Regions from separate parts of the Gossypium hirsutum genome. Here region 1 is linked to region 2. Evidence: chromatin contacts called from public Hi-C data. All regions are on one chromosome and are shown on one strand. Each heading gives the region's core, a stretch centred on a gene start, on an enhancer-like site or on the middle of the called end of the contact. The rest is flanking DNA. Distances are from core to core; before and after follow the strand shown. Region 1 holds the start of LOC107962745 (casein kinase 1-like protein 3). Region 2 holds the start of LOC107962752 (polyprotein of EF-Ts, chloroplastic).

Region 1 (5,781 bases), core at 946-3,445, 150 kb after region 2:
ATGCTTAGTCGGTAAAATTTAAAGAAAAAAAAATTAAAATCAGTGTAAAATTTGAGAGTCATCATAATTGGTGAATGTTGCAGTGTTAGATATTTATTAGTTTTGTAACGTCTGCCCGGAGCTGCCCAAGCTTATACTTAGATCTAATTGCTCTTCTCAATTGGTGAGTTTACTTTTCCTTGTATTTCCAGGGTCGTTAGATTTTTGCTCAACGGCTTGAGTTGACAGAAGCTGAAGAAAGTTCGTTGTATTTGGCAAAAATTAGTGCATTTGGGCTACAAATAAACATAAATTGGGCCAAACAAATAAAAAATAATATAGTAACCCAAAACATTATATAAAACCCTTTTAGGGGGGGGGGGGTTAATTGATTTAACTACTTATTTCCGGTTTTTTTAATGCTTACGAGCTATTCAATGAAAATCTAATTTAATGGTAGTTGTTGTCGTGTTGGACAAACCGATTTCAATTGGTATGTAGTGTTTTATAATTGGTACAAATAATTTCTATATTTTATAATATATATTTAAAATTTTATCTATATATTTTAATATGATTCGTACTAAATCAAAGAATACATGTAGTAAATTTCACTTGGAAAAAAAATCAGAAAAATGAATATTTGAAAAGGATAGAAATTTAAAATAAATAAAAGATATAAATTTTTATTTCTATCTTTTTTTGATAAAGTTGAAAAAATAAAAAAACATAATATTTAAAAAATGTTTACAACTTTTTTACTTTTTTTTCTTTCACTTTTCTACCCAAACAAATACAGTTCAAGAGGTAAATGGGCTTATATCTAAAAAATATATTAGAAAAGGCCCAATCATCACCCAAAACACAAAACACCATAAACCCTAACAACCCTAGTAAAGGCTCCGACGTTTGCTTCCAATGCAATACATTTAATCTTTTTTTTTATCTCTAGCGTGTCTATTCTCAGTCTCAACCTTTTTTTTTTAATGCTATCAGTAGATAAACGCCTTGTGTATCCAAATGGGCCCTACGTCACGGCTATCGTCGAAAGTAGAGAGGGAGCAAAATTCAGGTGATTATTTCTGCATCTGACATGATTGAAAGTCAAGCCTCTCAAAGAGGTCATCTAAAACGTGAAACTCAGAAAGAGACATCGGATTCGTCATGGCATTGAGAGAGCATCAACGAAGCAAGGGTCAAGGTCAGAACATCACCCTCTAGACATCGACCATGACAGCCACCCGGGCAGAGCCTGATGCAATGGCACTAATGACAATCAAAGCTTGGGACTAGTGGAAGGCTGGAGAAATGCCGACTTCTAACCATGAACGAGCGGGGCTTCACTATGCAAGAGGGATACATAAAAAGAAACGAAAAGAAAGGCAAAAAAATGGAGTCATCCAAGACAGAGCTTCATTGGCCGTCAAAGATGATGAATAGGAGAGCCAAGACAACCCCTGGAGAAATAGGACATTACCTTCCGCCGGCGACCAAAGGCAAGTCATGAGACAAAAAGCCGAAACCAACGGTTCAAGTAAGAGCCATGGCTCGCAGCAAAAGGACTGAAATGTCATTGGCCCGGAAGCCTGACGGCCCATTCCTTGTCAACAAAACAAAAGCAAAGGAAAAAAAACATGGAAAAAAGAAGCGGGAAGAAGGGAGAGAGAAGGTGAAAGTTAGGCAAAAGAGGTCGACGGTTGACCCTAAGACTGCCGCTTGGCACCGGCGACATAAGGCCTCCTTTAGGAATGTAAAACGAGAGAGAAAAGTGTAAGGACCTGAAGAGAGAAAAAAGAGAATCCTTAAAGCTCAAGATGATTTTAGAATCATAGAAAGACTAGAATAATACTATATTAATAGTTTAAGAAGTTATTTAGAATATTTAAAATTTAATAGAAAATAGAACAAGTCCATCATACCTTAAACTCTGTTTTCCTTTAAACAACCATATTTTTTTCATAAAAATTGAAACTGTGAAAATTCAAAGGATACTTAAGAGGAAAGCTGGTGGTGTACGGTACCGGCTGTGTCGTTACTCGTTTGTATTGATGTTGATGGACTCCAAGATTTAGCCGTCAACATTATTTTTATTCCCTAACTAGGCCCAAAATAATTGGTAGCAGACCCATTAATTTACCGTAATACCCTTACAAGGCCGACCAAATCCCAATCATATCCGCCTATAATCACAAAACCCTAAATTACCTACCTACCCCCTTATTTATTTGTTGGTTTGTTTTAAAATCCCATCACTCTATTCAACAGGTCAACGTGCTTCCTTCCCACCTATCCTAAATCCCCAAATTACCCTTTTAAAATATTTGTAAAATTTCTGTTTATCCGTTCTTCATCGTTCTCAAAATCCACGCAGTTCCTTTCTGTTGTTTGTTGTGAGGTTGCTCCTGTTTGTGGTTTCGGTTTTTCACAAGAGAAACATAAAAGAAAAAAGAAACCATAAAAAAGTTTTTCTCAAAATCCTTCTAAGCTCTTGTTCTGGCTTTAATGATCTGAATCTCGTTGATCGGACTCGTCGTCGATCTAATTGAAGCATGGAACGAATAATCGGTGGCAAATTCAAGCTCGGCCGTAAGATCGGCAGTGGATCCTTCGGTGAAATTTATCTCGGTTCGTCTTATCCTCTATTTTTACTCCTTTTTTTCATAATTTTTTATGTATACGTTAAAAAGTGATTTTTTTATGATTTTGATTTCGTTTCGGCAGCTACGCATATCGATACTTTTGAGATCGTGGCTGTTAAGATCGTAAGTGTCTTTTTATTTGTTTTAGGTTCATGGATATTGATCTGGTTGACGTTTATGCTTCTTAGTGTAGATATGTGAGATAGAATTGAAAATCGCCTGTTTTAAATTTTTAAAATTATATTATTAATTTCAATTTGGCTCTTACAGGAGAACAGTAGAACAAAGCATCCGCAGCTGCTGTACGAAGCCAAATTGTACAATATTCTTCAAGGAGGAAGTAAATGCCTTACTACAACTTCAATGAATTCATTTATTTAATTTATGAAATTTTAAACAACTGTGAAATACTGAGTCGCTTTGTTTCTAATTTACGTATAGGTGGAATTCCAAGCATAAAATGGTCAGGTGTTGATGGGGAAGAAAATGTACTTGTTCTCGATTTGCTTGGACCGAGTCTAGAAGATCTTTTTGTGTACTGTGGCAGGAAGTTTTCGCTGAAAACTGTCTTAATGTTGGCTGATCAAATGGTGAACTAAAATCCGTGACATTTTGTTTTTTATTTTATCTTTTTGGATTGATTATATAAATTGTTACTTTCGTTGAATGTTTTTAGATTACAAGAATTGAGTATGTTCACTCAAAGGGATTTCTCCATAGAGATATAAAGCCTGATAACTTCCTCATGGGACTTGGTCGCAAAGCAAATCAAGTTTATATAATTGATTTTGGGCTTGCTAAAAGATACCGAGACTCCATAACTAATCGCCACATTCCTTATAGGTAGTTTTCTTGTTTAGTTTGTTATTTCTTACCTTTTTGATTCTTTGGATTGCTAGATGCATTCTGTGCCAGTTATGTAATATGTCAATAATGAATTGCTGTTACTGACATAAAAGAATTTTTCTTCCCACAGAGAAAACAAGAATTTAACGGGAACTGCACGTTATGCAAGTTGCAACACACATCTTGGAATAGGTAATTTTTTTCGGTCAGTTATAAGATGAACAAAGCATTTTTTTCATTTACTTAGATATTAACTTGTAATATTTCTGTTGTAGAGCAAAGCCGGCGGGATGATTTGGAGTCACTTGGATACGTACTTTTATATTTTCTTAGAGGAAGGTAGGTGACCTATTTTCAGTGATTTTATGAATTGGTTTATTTTCTGTATATTAAACCTACCAAAATGTTTCATGATATAGCCTTCCATGGCAAGGTTTGAAAGCTGCAACAAAGAAGCAGAAATATGATAAAATATGTGAGAAGAAGGTGTCCACTCCTATTGAGGTGTGTTTGCATTTATATATCTTTTAGTTCTATATTGTGGTTCAAGTATTATTTGATTAACATGGCTTCTCTTTCCTCTGACTCCTGTTGATCAAGGTTCTATGTAAGTCTCATCCCGTGGAGTTTGCATCATACTTCCATTATTGTCATTCCTTGTCATTTGATCAACGACCTGATTATGGATTCTTGAAGCGTCTGTTCCGTGATTTATTTGCTCGTGAAGGTATTGTTGTATGCATTCCACCATTTATTTCTGTAAAAGCAGTCTGATTTTCTTAGCATATACGTTGACATTTCCTTGCTTGAAATTTTCAAATGCTTCTGTTGCTTGTTGGTCATTACTTTTCTGCAGTTGACATGTGCTATACTCTTATGTCTTCTATGTTCAGCAAGGGCTCATTGTTTCAAAGCATAAGGCTTAACCAATGAAAAGGCCTATGACAATTGGCTTGTTGGACAAGTATCAGGATGTTGACCTTGTAATGATGACGACATGACATAGATGAAAAATTTTGTACATAATTTGCTGCAAAGTAATTTTCAGTTCTTTTTTGTGGTAGGTTATGAGTTTGACTACATATTTGACTGGACGATCATCAAGTACCAGCAGGCCCAGAAAAGTAGATCTCAGCATCAGTTGTCTGTTAGTATCTTGCTCCTTTTCCTTAAAACTTGTAACAAAAATTATTTTTCTTTGCATTTAGAATGTACTTGCATCATTCATAAGAAATACTGGTTCTTTCTGATAAGATTATATTTCCCCTACAGCCAATTCCTGGAGGTAGCAGCAGTCGCCCATTACCAGTTGATGTAGATAATCATCAAGGTTAGCTCCTGCTGATGTGCTTTGTGCTCAAATGACTGAAAGGTGTTTTGAGGAGTTTATCTGTTGGACAAAAGAATCCTAGAAGACCTGTAATAAGTTAAGCAGGACATCCTAAGTCCTAATTTGAGGAGTATGGTGTCTTTAGTAACTAAATTCATACACCATGGTCGGAAGAACTTTAATCTTGGGGTCACTTTCTTTTTTCTCGTCTGTTTGGTCTGTGAACAGTATGCATTTGTTTTCTTTCCTGAAAAGAAAAATTTTAAATGATATGGTCTATTTTCCTTTCTGAAAATTATATTGAAAAACTAGTTTTTTCTTTACATATTTTACATCTTGAACATTACAATTTAACGGTAAAATTTACCAATTTTTATTCTTTCTTCTTGAACTGTGGTTACTACAGAAATTTTGTTATAAAAATCCATATAATCCTTTCTCAGAATGCTTGCCCTTTAAACATGTACTTTATCATTAAAGGGAAAGCCGCTAGTCAATGTCTCTAGTCTAATGCCTAATGTACCATTTTGATTGTTTTGCTTTCTGGGACTGAGACTAAATTTATATATCCATAAGATTACTTTGGTTAAAAGGAGGATTTAAAGAACAAAATGGCAGTGACTGAGACTGCATTTCCTTGTCTGATACAGGTTTCTAGATTTTTAATATCCCATCTATGTTGGTTTTACCTTTATTTTGCTGTGTGTGGGGCAGAGGCTTAAGGTAGAGAAAAGATGCCTAGTTGCCTTTAATATTGGGAGACTAGGATGTTTACTTGTATGCTGTTGATGCACATATCTGTAAATATGTGAAATTTATAGATAATATGAATAATTTATATAGAAATCTTTATGGTAGCCATTTGGTTGTATCATACAGAAAAGGTGATAGGGCTGAGATGCAAAACCATCATGATCACTATCTTTAGCAAGATCTCTAATTCTGCTATTCATAATTTTTGTTTTGTTTGGAAATAACATTAAGCTG
Region 2 (5,534 bases), core at 2,182-4,681:
AAACGACAACTTTATGACATGACACAAGTCATCTATTGCATTAAAAACTTACTCCTCAAACATTGACAAAAGAAAGAAGGAAATGAACTAATGAAGTTGATATGTGTCAACTCTAAAGCGGCTCAAGAAAAAAAAAAGTACATTATAAAAGGTTATTTTTCACTCAGCAACTATTCATTTAATAGAGAACTTCTGAGTTGTATCCCTTTTAGAAAAGAAACAGTCTAAAAATAGACTTTTTGCCCTCATTAATATTGCAGAAATCAGACAGTAATTACATGTCTGTTTGTTCTGTGTATGTACGCAAAACCACAGATACTTCGTTTGCAATTATCATTTTGTGCAGAATAACGAAAATAGGATATGAATTTCTCACAGAATAGGATTGCTAGCAGTGTAATGGTTATCTACCTTCGGCATCTTTGGGATCAGTAACATCTGGTTGTACAACTGAACTGGCAACATTGCCATTTTCATCCGGAACAGCTCCAATTTCTTCTTCTTGAACAGATGAAGCAGAGGGAGTTTTAGCCTCAGCTAGAGGTGTTTCTACCTGCTCTTCGGGAATACTTCCGATTTGTTCCTCCTGAACTGATGCAGCAACCGATGTTTCATCCTCAGCTAGGGGAGCTTCCTCTTGTACTACATCTTTTTGTGTAGACTCTTCATCAACTGAATTTTCGGAAGTCACTTGGTCAACTACTTCTCCAGATGATCCAGCTATTTGATCACTTTCCACCACATCCGCCAAAGGAACTTGTCCACTACGTTCAGGAGACAACGCTTCAAAACTGTCATCTATTTCCTTCTCTGCAGTTTCCTCATCCTTGTTCACAATCTCAGCTATTGTATCTGTTTCCTGTACCACTGTTTCATCCACTTCAGTAGAGACAGTGGTTGTCTCCACATTAGCTGCCGGTTGAACCTCTACTTTCTCTGCCTTTTCTCTCTGATCCAAAAATGCAGCAATCTCCTTATTCTTACGGAAAGCCAGCATAAAGGGATTTGTTGCAGTGTACACCACACCTTGGCTAAGCTGTGAGTCCAATTTGTCATCATCCTCTTCTTTCTTCATTGTCAAGGTTACCTGTCCCCTTGTGATGCGCAGCACACGAACTTTGACTTCTTGGCCAATTTGCAGTGATGAGTTCCCCATCATGCTCATAAGTCCGTCATCAGCTTCTTCTGATTGGGGCAAGAATCCTTCTTCCCCCTCGGGGAGAGATATGAAAGCACCAGACCTAGTTAAATTCTTTACCGTGCCATCTAGTTCTTGTCCCTTGACGAATTTTGAGCTTTTGAAATCTTTTTTTGAGCTGGACTTTGAAGCATTCTTCCTGGAAGGCCTTGCCTTATCAGTACTGGCAGGACCATCTTTCCGTGGCTGGCGCTTACTAGCATCATCATTTTCACGCATGGAAAGAGATATCCTCCCATTCTCAGTGTTTACTTCAACTAACCTCACCTGCACCTCTTGTCCAACAGAAACAACACTTGCAACATCCTTAACAAAGCTGTTGCTCAACCTGGAAACATGCACCAGTCCATCTGTGAAAGCTCCAAAATCAACAAAAGCACCAAATGGTTGGATTGATCGTACTTTCCCAGTAAACATTGCACCAGGAATAAGCTCCTCATTCTTTACAGGTGGCATCTCACTTTTCCTAACAGGTCTTGCTCGTTTTGATTGAGTTGGAGGAGTAGAATCTGGTTGGCTAGTCGAATCTTCACTTGTTTCAACGGCATCTGAAGGTATTTCGGATCCTCCACTGGAAACTTTTGTCACAGAAGAATCAGATTCCTCCACCGCCACATCAGTCCCTGCGGTTGATAAACAAATTCCCAGTTTTCCATGTAAGGCATACCCTGTTCCGTATTTTCGAAATGAAGTAACAGAGGTTGATAGAGGTAGGATGAATCTCTGAGAGGGTAAAGCATATCTCGTGTGTTTCCTTGATGAACTGCATCTTGTCAAACTAGTGTTCTTCCTTACTGTACAGGCAGCTCCAGGGATGAATGTAATGTTGCTAACAGAATATGGGATCACAGGAGTCATGCTGACTTGATTGAACAGTGAAAATTACAGTCTACACTAAAATAGATTTTTCATCTGTATCTTCACCTACAAGAACATGAATGATATACTCAAAAACATAAATTTCCCAAGTTTGCAAGAAGGCATGAGATGTCCTAGAAACAGTCATACTCAAACCAATTTCACTAACATCGTCTATAAATACAGAAAGAAACTGTAATTTAGTTCACCAAGCAGATATTTCAATCCCAGGCATTATTCCGGTGATTTTAAGTTTTTCATGCAAATCTAATTTTCATGTTCAACTAAGGGCGTTATACTAGAGGCATACTTGGTTGTACCTGTTTATTAGCTATTTTCCATATATTCATTCCTGAAATTAAAGACTGATTTAGATAATAATCTACCTTGTTTGTCATAGATATTTCACAAAGCATTAGGACTTGGGGAGTTCATATTCCAAATTCTCAAATAGGCATGTTTTGTGCCTATTTGGCCTATGTTAAAAATTCAGAGCCGCAACACACAGATAACTCTTTCATATAAAAGTTCTAGCAACTGGGAAAAATCTGTACCTTCAGATAAAAACGTCAACTACAAACAGAAAAGAGATTTAACAATTTTTCCTTCTTTTCCTTCTAAAGGGGAAAGAAATAATATCCAAACTATAACATTGTGCATTTGAATAAGATTCTATGAAGTAGCAGCACCTATCAATAAGCAATTCTTATAAAGTTCATTATGAACCAATAAAACACTTGGATGAAAACTAACCGTAATTCTAGCTTAATATAATAGATGAGTTCCGTATTAAAATTTCATTTCTTCACTGTTTTTATTCTTTATTATGTTTTAAATAAATGGATTGTCTAATACACATTATTGTCACCGTTATACGTAATAGAATTTTTCACTCACAAAATAAAAGCCAACATTTCCCTCCCAATTAACTAAACAAGCAAAGCAGATTCATTACCAAAACACCATAAAAATCCATACGTCACATAACTCTGGCTAAAGAGAACCAAAACTGGGAAAATTAACAACAACCCAATATCAGTAAGTGGCAGAAAAACAAAAAGTTAACTTCAAAAACAATGACCCGTTAGCTTATGACCAAGTAAAAACTATACCTATTTGAGAGATAAAGCTTACTATCAGAGAAAAACCCAAGGTGTTGTTTGGTGATAGAGGCTATTCATCATATGAAGAAGAACGAAAGGTGGGGCTTTAAATCCTTATCTTAGGCTTTCTTCATGGATATATAAAATTAAATAAAAAATTGAAATGAAATAAATACGATGAAGAATTTGGGCTCATCTTGGCTCTTGCATATGAGTTTTTTTCTCAGCCTTTAGTTTTTGATTGGTTAAGGTGGACTTGCGTTGGTTTGGACCAAAGACTAAACCCATAGCTTTGGTATTAGATACCGAATTGGTTTGGACCTCAAATTTCATTCATTTATTTTTCACTTAGAAAAATTGGACCTATGACCCTTTTTAATGGGTTCTCAGAAAACAAAATAATCACTGTCTGGTGAGAATAAGAGAGTAAATACCATCTTTTACCTTCAACGGATTGGTAAAAAATAAAATTGTGTTAGCTAATACCAATATTGAATTTGATTCTATCCATCCAACTATTAAATAAGAGTCTAATGAACTTCTATACATTTAAATTCATAATCTTTTGCACTAATAACAATGTCTACACCAATCACACTAAGACTTCATTAACAATTTTACTTCTATCCTTTATAAATAAATAAAAATGACAAAATTAACACATTCAGTTTTATCATATGGAGTTGAATTGGATTTAAATATAACCAATTGAGTAGTGTGATTTATTAGTATAGTGTAAAATTTTTAAGGTATAATGATTTTTTCTCTCCGATTTTATAAAAAAAAGTTATTTTAGTTCTTTATTTAATTTTTTGCATATTTTAATCCTTAGATTTGTATATTTGTCAGATCATCTTGAAATGGATAAAAAAATTAACATTTGTTAATTTTATTAACGTGGCATATACGTTGATTGCCACGTAGATGACACGTACGTATTTAATTAATTTTTTTAAAATTTAATTTTTTAAAATATTTTTATAATGCTTATATATTTTTTAATAGTTTTAATTACTTTAATTTTTAAAAATAATTTTTAATTTTTTTTGAATTTTTAAATTTTAAAAAATTAATTAAATATTTACATGCTATCCACTTTATGAAATGTCAATAAAGTTAAAAAAAACATTAACTATTCTATTCATCTTGGGGTGATTTGATAAAAAAAATGTAAGCTTAAAAACTAAAAGAGATGAAAAATTAAATAGAGAGTTAAAATAATTTTTTTTATAAAATTAGAGGGTGAAATAAATTATTTATATAATAATAAAATTATATAACTTTGAATATAAAAATGCTTCCCATTTTATGACCTAGAGAAATTAAAGAGACTGTGTGCCCCTTCTCAAATGGCTCAATCCATTCATGGCGACATATAGTTCAAACAAGCTTCAATGCTCAACAAGCTTATATAAAAATTAAAAGCATGGTATTTAGTTCTGCACCGATTTTGGGTGTATAAGTTAGTGTACATCATTCCAATATTAATGTACAACAAGTGATATTCTTTTTTATATTGATAAAAATTTTGGTCAGTATCAGTGGCGTTAACTTGTTTTGGTTAATTTTAGTTACACAAATTGAAACATAAAGCATCAAACAATGTGTGAATAATAAAAAAAATATAATTTTTTTACTATTTATTATTATGTTAAATATTTCTTTTTAACACATTTTTTAAATTTAAAATATAAAAACTAAAATATAATAAAAAAAAATCCACTCATCCTGTTATCAAATAAAAAATTAATAAGAAAAAATCTCCACCTATCTCTCAGTTTCTTTTTTCTTATTAATTTTGGTTTTATTAAAAGATGTATTTTTGTTTGTAAAATTTATTAATGAATATTTTATATTTAAAATTTATTTAATAATTTTAAATAATTTTATATTATTTTTTAAACATATAAAAAAACCCAAATCAATACACTAAACTAAAACTAATATCTAACAAAAAAAATGATTTGACAAAACAATCAATGCATAAATTGAATCTGAAGCATCGCATTTTTCTACGGGCATCTCAAATAGTCTGCCATATGCCACTTTAGAGCCTGTTCTACACACACACGCAGACAAAATGGGCTCAATCCATTTAGTGCCACAAACAACCCAATAGAGCTTCAGCGCTCATCAAAAGCCTCCGCCTTTGATCAGCCCTGAATGATAGAGCCCAAAAATAAATCTTAAAGCTGCTGCCTGCTGCCACGTGACACGCAAATGAGAAGTATATAAAAGCCCGTTTGTTTAGTTCCTCGGTAGATTCGATCTGCATGTCTCAGTTTTGATTATATATATGCAGGTTGTCGTCAGGCCAATACATATATCCTATTAAAAAATATGGCTTAGGTTACAAACTGATAAACAAAGTCTTT

The links. Hi-C and Micro-C count contacts between places; a contact is called where the count stands out from the background.
Region 1: a contact with region 2 is called in a Hi-C map of leaf, with 2.7 times the contacts expected there. The contact joins the promoter of LOC107962745 here to the promoter of LOC107962752 in region 2. A contact is called at or near these places in 17 of 34 Hi-C or Micro-C datasets (anther, callus, fibers and 4 more).

What each region holds. Positions count from the first base shown.
Region 1 is chrA06:15,936,217-15,941,997 of Gossypium_hirsutum_v2.1, forward strand. LOC107962745 (casein kinase 1-like protein 3) reads left to right here and starts at 2,196. Exons shown (of 14, transcript XM_016899237.2): 1 at 2,196-2,604; 2 at 2,701-2,741; 3 at 2,889-2,958; 4 at 3,060-3,208; 5 at 3,295-3,461; 6 at 3,595-3,656; 7 at 3,740-3,803; 8 at 3,884-3,968; 9 at 4,065-4,191; 10 at 4,529-4,611; 11 at 4,737-4,794. The coding sequence starts at 2,529.
Region 2 is chrA06:15,786,703-15,792,236 of Gossypium_hirsutum_v2.1, forward strand. LOC107962752 (polyprotein of EF-Ts, chloroplastic) reads right to left here and starts at 3,432. Exons shown (of 5, transcript XM_016899245.2): 1 at 3,169-3,432; 2 at 412-2,122. The coding sequence starts at 2,056.